2 separate regions of the Ovis aries genome follow, and region 2 is linked to region 1. The links are chromatin contacts, called in public Hi-C maps. All regions are on one chromosome and are shown on one strand. The core of a region is the stretch at or near the end of the contact, and the rest is flanking DNA. Distances in the headings are between cores, read along the strand shown.

Region 1 (3,545 bases), core at 443-2,942:
CACTATTCTTGCCTGGAGGATCCCACGGACAGAGGATCCTGGTGGGCTATACAGTCCATGGGGCCACAGAGTCAGACACCACTGAGTGACTAACACTTTGATAGTGACTTGATGGGCCCATAGGTGGGCTTGTGATTGAGTTACTAGGGACAATAAATGCTTTAATCAAGATAAATATAGTAAACCTAGAGATTCCAGTAACCTCAGAAACTTACAAACTGAGAAAATCCTCTCCTGATAATAGTTTTCCTCATCAATGTTGGTGGGCCAGAGGTGGAACTTGTTTAACTCTTGGTATTATAGTCACTTATGTTGTGTGCAAAGCTTGAATTTAAAAGAAAAAGGAAGTTGGGTGATTGTCTCTAATTAAAATTAAAGAAATAAGGAAGTGGGAGATTTTTAATTCCTGACATCTGGGCTGGGGCAAACTAGGGGAGGTAGTGTGGATGTGGAGCTGAGTAGGCTTGATGCGAACATCTGGGCTTTGGGTAAGTGGCTTCAGGCTCTGCCAGGATACAGGACGGCCTCTTGCACCTTCTGTTCCTCTCCATATGGTAGGCCCTTGTCAATAAAGGGATTCCTTTGAGAAGTGTGATCAGGTATGCCGTGATACAGAATGGAGGTGTTTCCACGATTATGTTTGTTTTTGCTCCACCTAATGAATTGGCTAAGTAACAGTCTGTTGTTTTAAAATGAGTACTATTAATAATGATGACAGCTCACATTTTTATCATTAGGGCGTTTAAAAAAATATCATTCACAGGGAGGGAGGGCTGTGGGGCCATGGAGCTGCACCGTGTCGGATGAGTCCTTCCACCTTTGGGATTCTCAGCTATAAAATAGAAAGATAGATTACTGGTTCCTTGCTTCATCATTTTTAGGACATATGATCCAAAGTGGTTATCTTCAAATGAGTTGACACACAGAGGTTTCACACTGATAGTTGTCCTGAGAGAAGGCTAGAAACCGGAGGACAGAGGTCGTAATTCTTCCTACTTATCTCTCCTACCTCTGGTTTACAGTTTCATCTTTTTTAAAACATTTTATTGGAGTATAGTTGATTTCTAATGTGTTAGTTTCATGTGAACAGTGGAGTGATCCAGTTATACAATACATACTCATTCTTTCTCAGTCTTTTCTCATATAGATTATTACAGAATGCTGAGGAGAGTACCCTGTGCTACACAGTGGGTCCTTGTTGATTATCTGTTGTATGTATAGGTTAATCCAAAATTCCTCATTTATCCTTTCCTACCATGTTTCTCTGTTGGTAATGATAAGTTTACTTTCGAAATCTGTGAGTCTGTTGCTGTTTTGTCAGTAAGTTCATTAATATCATTTTAAAAAATTAGATTTCGCATGTGAGTGTAAGGTTTCATCTTCAAATGACATTAATAAGCTTTGTGTTTTAAACATCCTTAGAGTCACTGGTGCTGTATCTCTTGATCTCTCGTATTTATTCAGTGATTTGTGGTGATGTAAGTTATCTCAGCTTTTTGCTGTCAGCAATTTTAAACAAACATTGAAGCATTTTGGGTAGATGATATCTGCTGCTTTGATTACAGAGGTTCTTGATCTGGATATTTTAAGACCAGTGACAACACAATTTTAAAACACCTAGTCTTTAAACCCAGCCTTTGAAATGACCGCAGTGCTCGCACTGCCAGTCTGACGTGGGTTGCTCAGTTCGTCCTTTCTGACGGTGCATGTGTGCCCGTGAGATTTCTCCCACTTGGGCCAGGGAGCAGGACTGCTGGTCCAGAAATGCTGGCTCTTCTGGATTCACCAGCAAAAGGTTAATCATTATCCAGACGGAAACAAACCTCCCAAGTTTTTAACCTTCCATTGCCTCAAGTCTTCTTGCTCCTCACAGGAGACGATGCATGCGTATACACACACACACACACACACACACACACACACACACAAGCACATACACACACTCTCTCTCTTAACAAAACTCAGTGCAAAGCGATCTCATGTTCATGAGAGCTGGAATTACTTGGGAGGGGCACTTGTGTTCTGCAGGCTCAGTGGGCATGTTGTGAAAGCAGGGCTGTTTGGTTTGTGGAGATTGAAGATAAGACTGTGATATGTGATTTAGTAAGAATTTGAAAAATTATCCGATAACATTAGGAGCAACAGAGCACTCGATTGTGTTATTATTATTATTTTTTTTAATGCTTGAAACTATTTGGAGGAGGAGTAAGGAGCTAACATTGTTTTCAGGGCACGGGAACCCCCTCCCCACCCACCAGCCACACCTGTTTGCCTAGGCAGAGAGTGTGAGGCCTCTGAGAGATCCTGACAGATCATTTAGTACATTCTTCTGGCCCTGGGCAATTCTTCAGTCTAATCCTGTCAGGAAAAGGTCTGGCAGCTAACCTTTAAAATCTTTTCCAGAAGAGTACACCGGGCCTACCTTTCCATCTTGTTCCAGTGACCCAAACTACAAACGGTCAATTCCTTTATTTGCAGAGCTTGAAACAAGATTAAAAAAAAGGAGGCGATGAACTGAAATCCTGCTTTTGCTTCCACTGCCACACCCTGTGGACAGCCCTTTGCTTCGCTTGGGTTCTCAGTATCCAGGGGAAGGAGGAGGTGATTGAGGAAACTTTCACGGGGTTGGCTCGTGGCTGCCGAGGTGTTCTTCCCAGTCCCCTCCCCTCCTCAGTGCCACCAGTTTGGGCTCACCTTGTATTGAACAAGGAAATCATGAGCTAATTTCAATCCAGCATCCATTTATTGAGCACCTAGTGTGTGCTCTATATGCTAGGTTGTGGGCATATAGAGGTAAATAACAGGGTTTTAGCTTTCAAGGAGCTTCAGCCTATTAAAAGGCATGGACAGATCACACAAATAGGTGGTAGGACTACAGTGGAGGGATATAGAAGGCCCAGAAGGGAGAGAATAGTCTGACAGTGAGTAACATTGATAAGGCTGGTGGGGGTAGGGGGGAGGGAATGGATTGAGATTACCTCCTGGTGTTAATAGAGCACTTGACATTCTGAGAAATGCCTTCCACGCTTTATCTTATTTAACCTTTAACTGGTACCATATAGCAGGGCAGAGTGATTTCAGGCCTTTTTGCTTTTTGTTTTCTGGGCTTTGCTTGAAATACTTTAAATAAAATATTTTGAGATAATTATACGTTCACGTGCAGTCATCAGAAATAATGCAGAGATTGCATATACCTTTAATTTAGTTTCCCTCGATGGTTCACACTGTGTAAAATGACAGTATAGCGTCACAGTCAGGACACTGACATTGATGTAGTCACAGTGCTGAGCAGTTCGTCACTAACGTTCATCACCTCAGGCTGACCTGTTGCAGTCCTGTCTCCCTCTTCGCTTCATCCCACCTCCCTTAGTCCTTATCTCTTAACTCCTGGAAACACTACTAGTCTGTTCCCCGTGGTATGATCGTATCAGTTCAAGATCATTATACAGATGGAATCGTATAGCATACAGCCTTTTAGGTTGGCTCTTTTTCGCTCAGCGTAAGTTTCTGGTGGTCCACCTCGGTCGCTGTGTGTGGCAGCAGCT
Region 2 (3,545 bases), core at 280-2,779, 180 kb after region 1:
TCCCCCTGTAGATTGAAATCCAACAGAAAGAACATCTGTTTCCTTGGGAATTCCTGGTGGTTCAGTGGTTAGAACTCCATGGTTTCCCTGCTGCATGCCCAGGTGTGATCCCTGCACAGTGGAACTGAGATCCGGCAGACCACAAGCTGCATGGTGCCGCCAGAATAACAAACGAACAGAGTATCTTCCCTCCCGGAAGCCCTCACAGTCTCCCTTTGTCTCCATGGCTCTGATTGGGTGATTTGCTTATCCCTGAGCCAATCACTGTGGTTGGTATCTGCAGTCAGCTGAGGCCGTACCCTGCAGCCTCAAGTCTGGGAAAGTCCCGTGCAAAGCACAGAGCCTGAGTTGTGAGTGAAAATTTCCCCCTCAGAGGACAGTCAGGCCGAAGTTACCAGAAGAAGGAAGAAGGTATGCTGGGTGGCAGAAAAACAGCCGTGTCCTCTCAACAAGGGAACAGTGCTTCCATTAGGATGAGCGTCCAGGTGCTCTTTAGAAAACGCTGCTCCAGAATGAGAGCTGTGGCGGCGTCAGCAGGAGTCCACTGTGCAGGGCGGGACGCTTCCCTCCCAAGAGCAGAAGTGTGAGGATGGCTTCTTTCCTCCTCTCCTTGGGAAAACCAAACCGTTTCCAGTTTGCCTCCATTGCTGTGGCTCAGGAAATGTCAGCCTTGAACAGATGGGGAAGGGTGATGGCAGCGTGTGCAGCTAGAATACGGGGGTGGGGTGTCACCAAGCCCCAGGAAGCCCCATTCCTCACCTGCTCTGGCTTCTGGTCAGACTTGCCTTCCAAACCCCTTCTCCAGCTGTCACGGAGATTCCTTCCCAAGAAGCAGTGGAACTTGAGGACCAGCTGAGGGGAGTGATATTAATACTATTTTCTGGTGTTGACTGCATTGCCTGCTAAGCCCAGCAGCTTGTCTCCATAAAGGGGGATTCCAGACGCTGGGTGCTCAGGCTCCCTCCTCGCCCTGTCAGAGCCTCATTCCCATACTCCGGAGCACAGCTGGAATGCATTACCTTGCACCCCGGTAGAGGACCACTGCCAAAGCATGCATCAGCAGCCCTGCTGCTTCTTAAAGAAACAAGCGTGGAGATGGTTTTCCCTCCATAATTCCCGCCTGCTAGACTGAAGTTACTTTAAAAATTGATAGTTCAGTCTTCTGCCTAGGACTTCCCTTTGTGTGATGCTAGCTGATCGGTGGCTGAGCCAGGCAGGGGCCAGGGTGAATCCTAGATCATGCAAAGGTTTTGCGTTCCAGCCTTGCCTTCATGTGAGTGGAGAAGAAAAAGCGATAAGGCCAGTCTTTCTTGGTCCCTGCAGCCATCTATCCCCAGTCAGTAAGGGCTGTGTGTAGACTGTGGAGGCGAGGAGAGGGAGCTGCCTGGAAGTCCTTGAACTAGGGCCAAAGTTCGGGTGGCATTCGGACCGGAAGCCCTGAAATTGGCCAAGGCCCCACACTGATTGGCGTTCTGGGGCACTCAGCACAGGGACTGACGCCAAGCACTCTCCGATGTACTAGGAGGAGGCGCTTGGCTCTACCCTTGGTGCCCCCAGAGGCTCGTGGGGCTCTGGATGCCTGACCGGTGACATCAGGCAGCCAGAGAGTTTCACTATTGGCACCATCCCATCCTGGCCACCGAGCTTTCTCCATTGTGTCTGCTTATCCAAGAGCCAGGATGAAGTCAGCTCTCTTCAGATCTGAGAGCTGGCTCAGGCCAGCCTCTCAGCTGGGGGAGGAGGTCAAGTCAGTTGAGAGCTTAAAAGCCAATGGAGGAAAAGGTCAGGTCCCAGCCCCCTCCATCTGAAGAGAGGTTTTGTCTTTTCAAGCAAGAGAATGGTCTGTGGGCTTGGGAATGTGCCCGCTCGTCGCTGGGGAAGGAGGAGGCTGGTTCTATCCAGATGTCTCTCCTCAAGCGAGAGGCTGAAGGACACGTGGTGGCCAGGTGACAGGAGCTGCCTGCACGTGGTCCTGCCTCGCAGCCTGCCAGCCTTCTGTTCCTCATCTGTCATGCTAGGGACGGTGGGTGACCTCAGGCCCACACCATCGCCATGGCCCCACCAGGAGACAGTGGCTCAGCCATCCCCTCACTCAGGGTGAAGCTTATTGACAGCAGTCCTTGGAGGAAAGACAGACTTTTCTCCCACAGAGATCTGGTGACGACCTGGGGTGAAATGATGGCTTCTTGGAAATGCCAAGTTCCACAGGATTCCATGCCCTCTGCGGCCCTCTAGCAGCGCCCATGGACTTGCTCCTGGCCTCACACTTTCTCTCATTGAGTCAGAGCTCTCATGCACGACCCAGATTTATAAACACACGCTGGCTTCCAGCAGCGGCACGTTAGCCTCCTGACCCACTTCTCTCTGGCTCTCACTCTGGTGCCCAGCGGGGAACGAAGGTGGGGCCAGAGAGGTGGCCACTTGGACCTCTGGCAGGAAACCCTCCCTGTGCCAAAGCTTGTGCGCCTGGAGCCAGTGCTGCCTGAAGCCCTCTTCTCTGCCCCGACTCCGGCTTCCTGGGAGCCGCCATCCCTTTATAGACCTGCCTCTGCCAAGCACCAGGCTGGAGGTGGGCTCCAAAGAGAGAGAGAGAGACCTTTTCAAACAGGTTCTATCCCTCCTTCTTTTCTTGTGCTATTTGGTCCTAGCAGAGGTCTGCACACTTTGGCTTTGGATTTTGTTTTCACCTAGAATTATGAGCTTTGCAGCTTGACTATAAGTCATTTTATTAACAGTAACGGGCCTCTGACAAAAGATCTGTGTCCTCTCCCTGACCTGGTGTTGCTTTCTTTTGGCAGGCATCCCAGCTCTGTGCCCAGCAGCCCGTCCAGAGTGAGCTGGTACAGAGATGCCAACAACTGCAGTCTCGCTTATCCACCCTGAAGATCGAGAATGAAGAGGTGAGTTTCCTGCTCAGGAGATTCACAGCCACCCTCTGAGTTTCCCTGTCAAACCTCTTGCTGTTCCCCGTGCGGGAGCAGGTGGAAGGAGCATGCAGGGAATGTCCGGGCTGCCGCAAACATTTCCTAGCCAAATGTAGGCTTGGATTTTCCCCTTCTGCTACATCCTGCCCTTGAACTCCAGGAAGTGGCTCTTACATTGCCAAAGGTTGAGCTCTATTTTGAGCCTTCTGCAAAATGCTTTTTTCCCTGCCTTTACACATTTAATCAAAATGGCACTTGGCAGCTGTGTGAACAATATTGTGTCTCTGAAACCACCCCCTCCTGCCTGGCTTTTTCCAGCATTTTCAAACAAACAGAGGCCTTTGACTTTGACACTTCAAACATCTCCGTCCTCTTAGAAAAGGGCGACTTTTTTCTTCTGGGCCCAGCGTATTTGCTTTCAACAACTAGTTCAAAAGGCCAGTGCAATCAATTATCAGCTCCTTATTCTTTTGAGCTCTTGTGACTTCTTACCTGGAATCTCAGTTAAGTCTTACTTTCCCCGGTAAGATCAGGAAAGCCTGGGGATGGGTCACTTGGTTTGCAGATGGGGAGACAAGTTCATTATTTGTTGAAGGTCAGGAAACAGAACCTGGAGCACTG

The links. A called contact is a pair of places that touch in the nucleus more often than the background predicts.
Region 2: a Hi-C map of liver shows a contact between it and region 1, with 3 times the contacts expected there. The contact joins two enhancer-like sites. A contact is called at or near these places in 2 of 16 Hi-C or Micro-C datasets (liver and tail adipose tissue).

Annotation. Positions count from the first base shown.
Region 1 is chr12:3,829,214-3,832,758 of ARS-UI_Ramb_v3.0, forward strand. All of the region lies in intron 2 of SRGAP2 (SLIT-ROBO Rho GTPase activating protein 2), which reads left to right. Among named protein-coding and RNA genes, the nearest start is that of SRGAP2, 15 kb to the left of the region's middle. Within about 2 kb of position 1,693, at least 6 of the 54 cell types and tissues checked have an H3K27ac peak or open chromatin away from gene starts, as enhancers often do. A contact at or near this core is called in liver, where this site is marked.
Region 2 is chr12:4,010,077-4,013,621 of ARS-UI_Ramb_v3.0, forward strand. SRGAP2 (SLIT-ROBO Rho GTPase activating protein 2) reads left to right here. Exons shown (of 23, transcript XM_027976230.2): 9 at 2,799-2,900. Among named protein-coding and RNA genes, the nearest start is that of IKBKE, 66 kb to the right of the region's middle. Within about 2 kb of position 1,530, at least 31 of the 54 cell types and tissues checked have an H3K27ac peak or open chromatin away from gene starts, as enhancers often do. A contact at or near this core is called in liver, where this site is marked.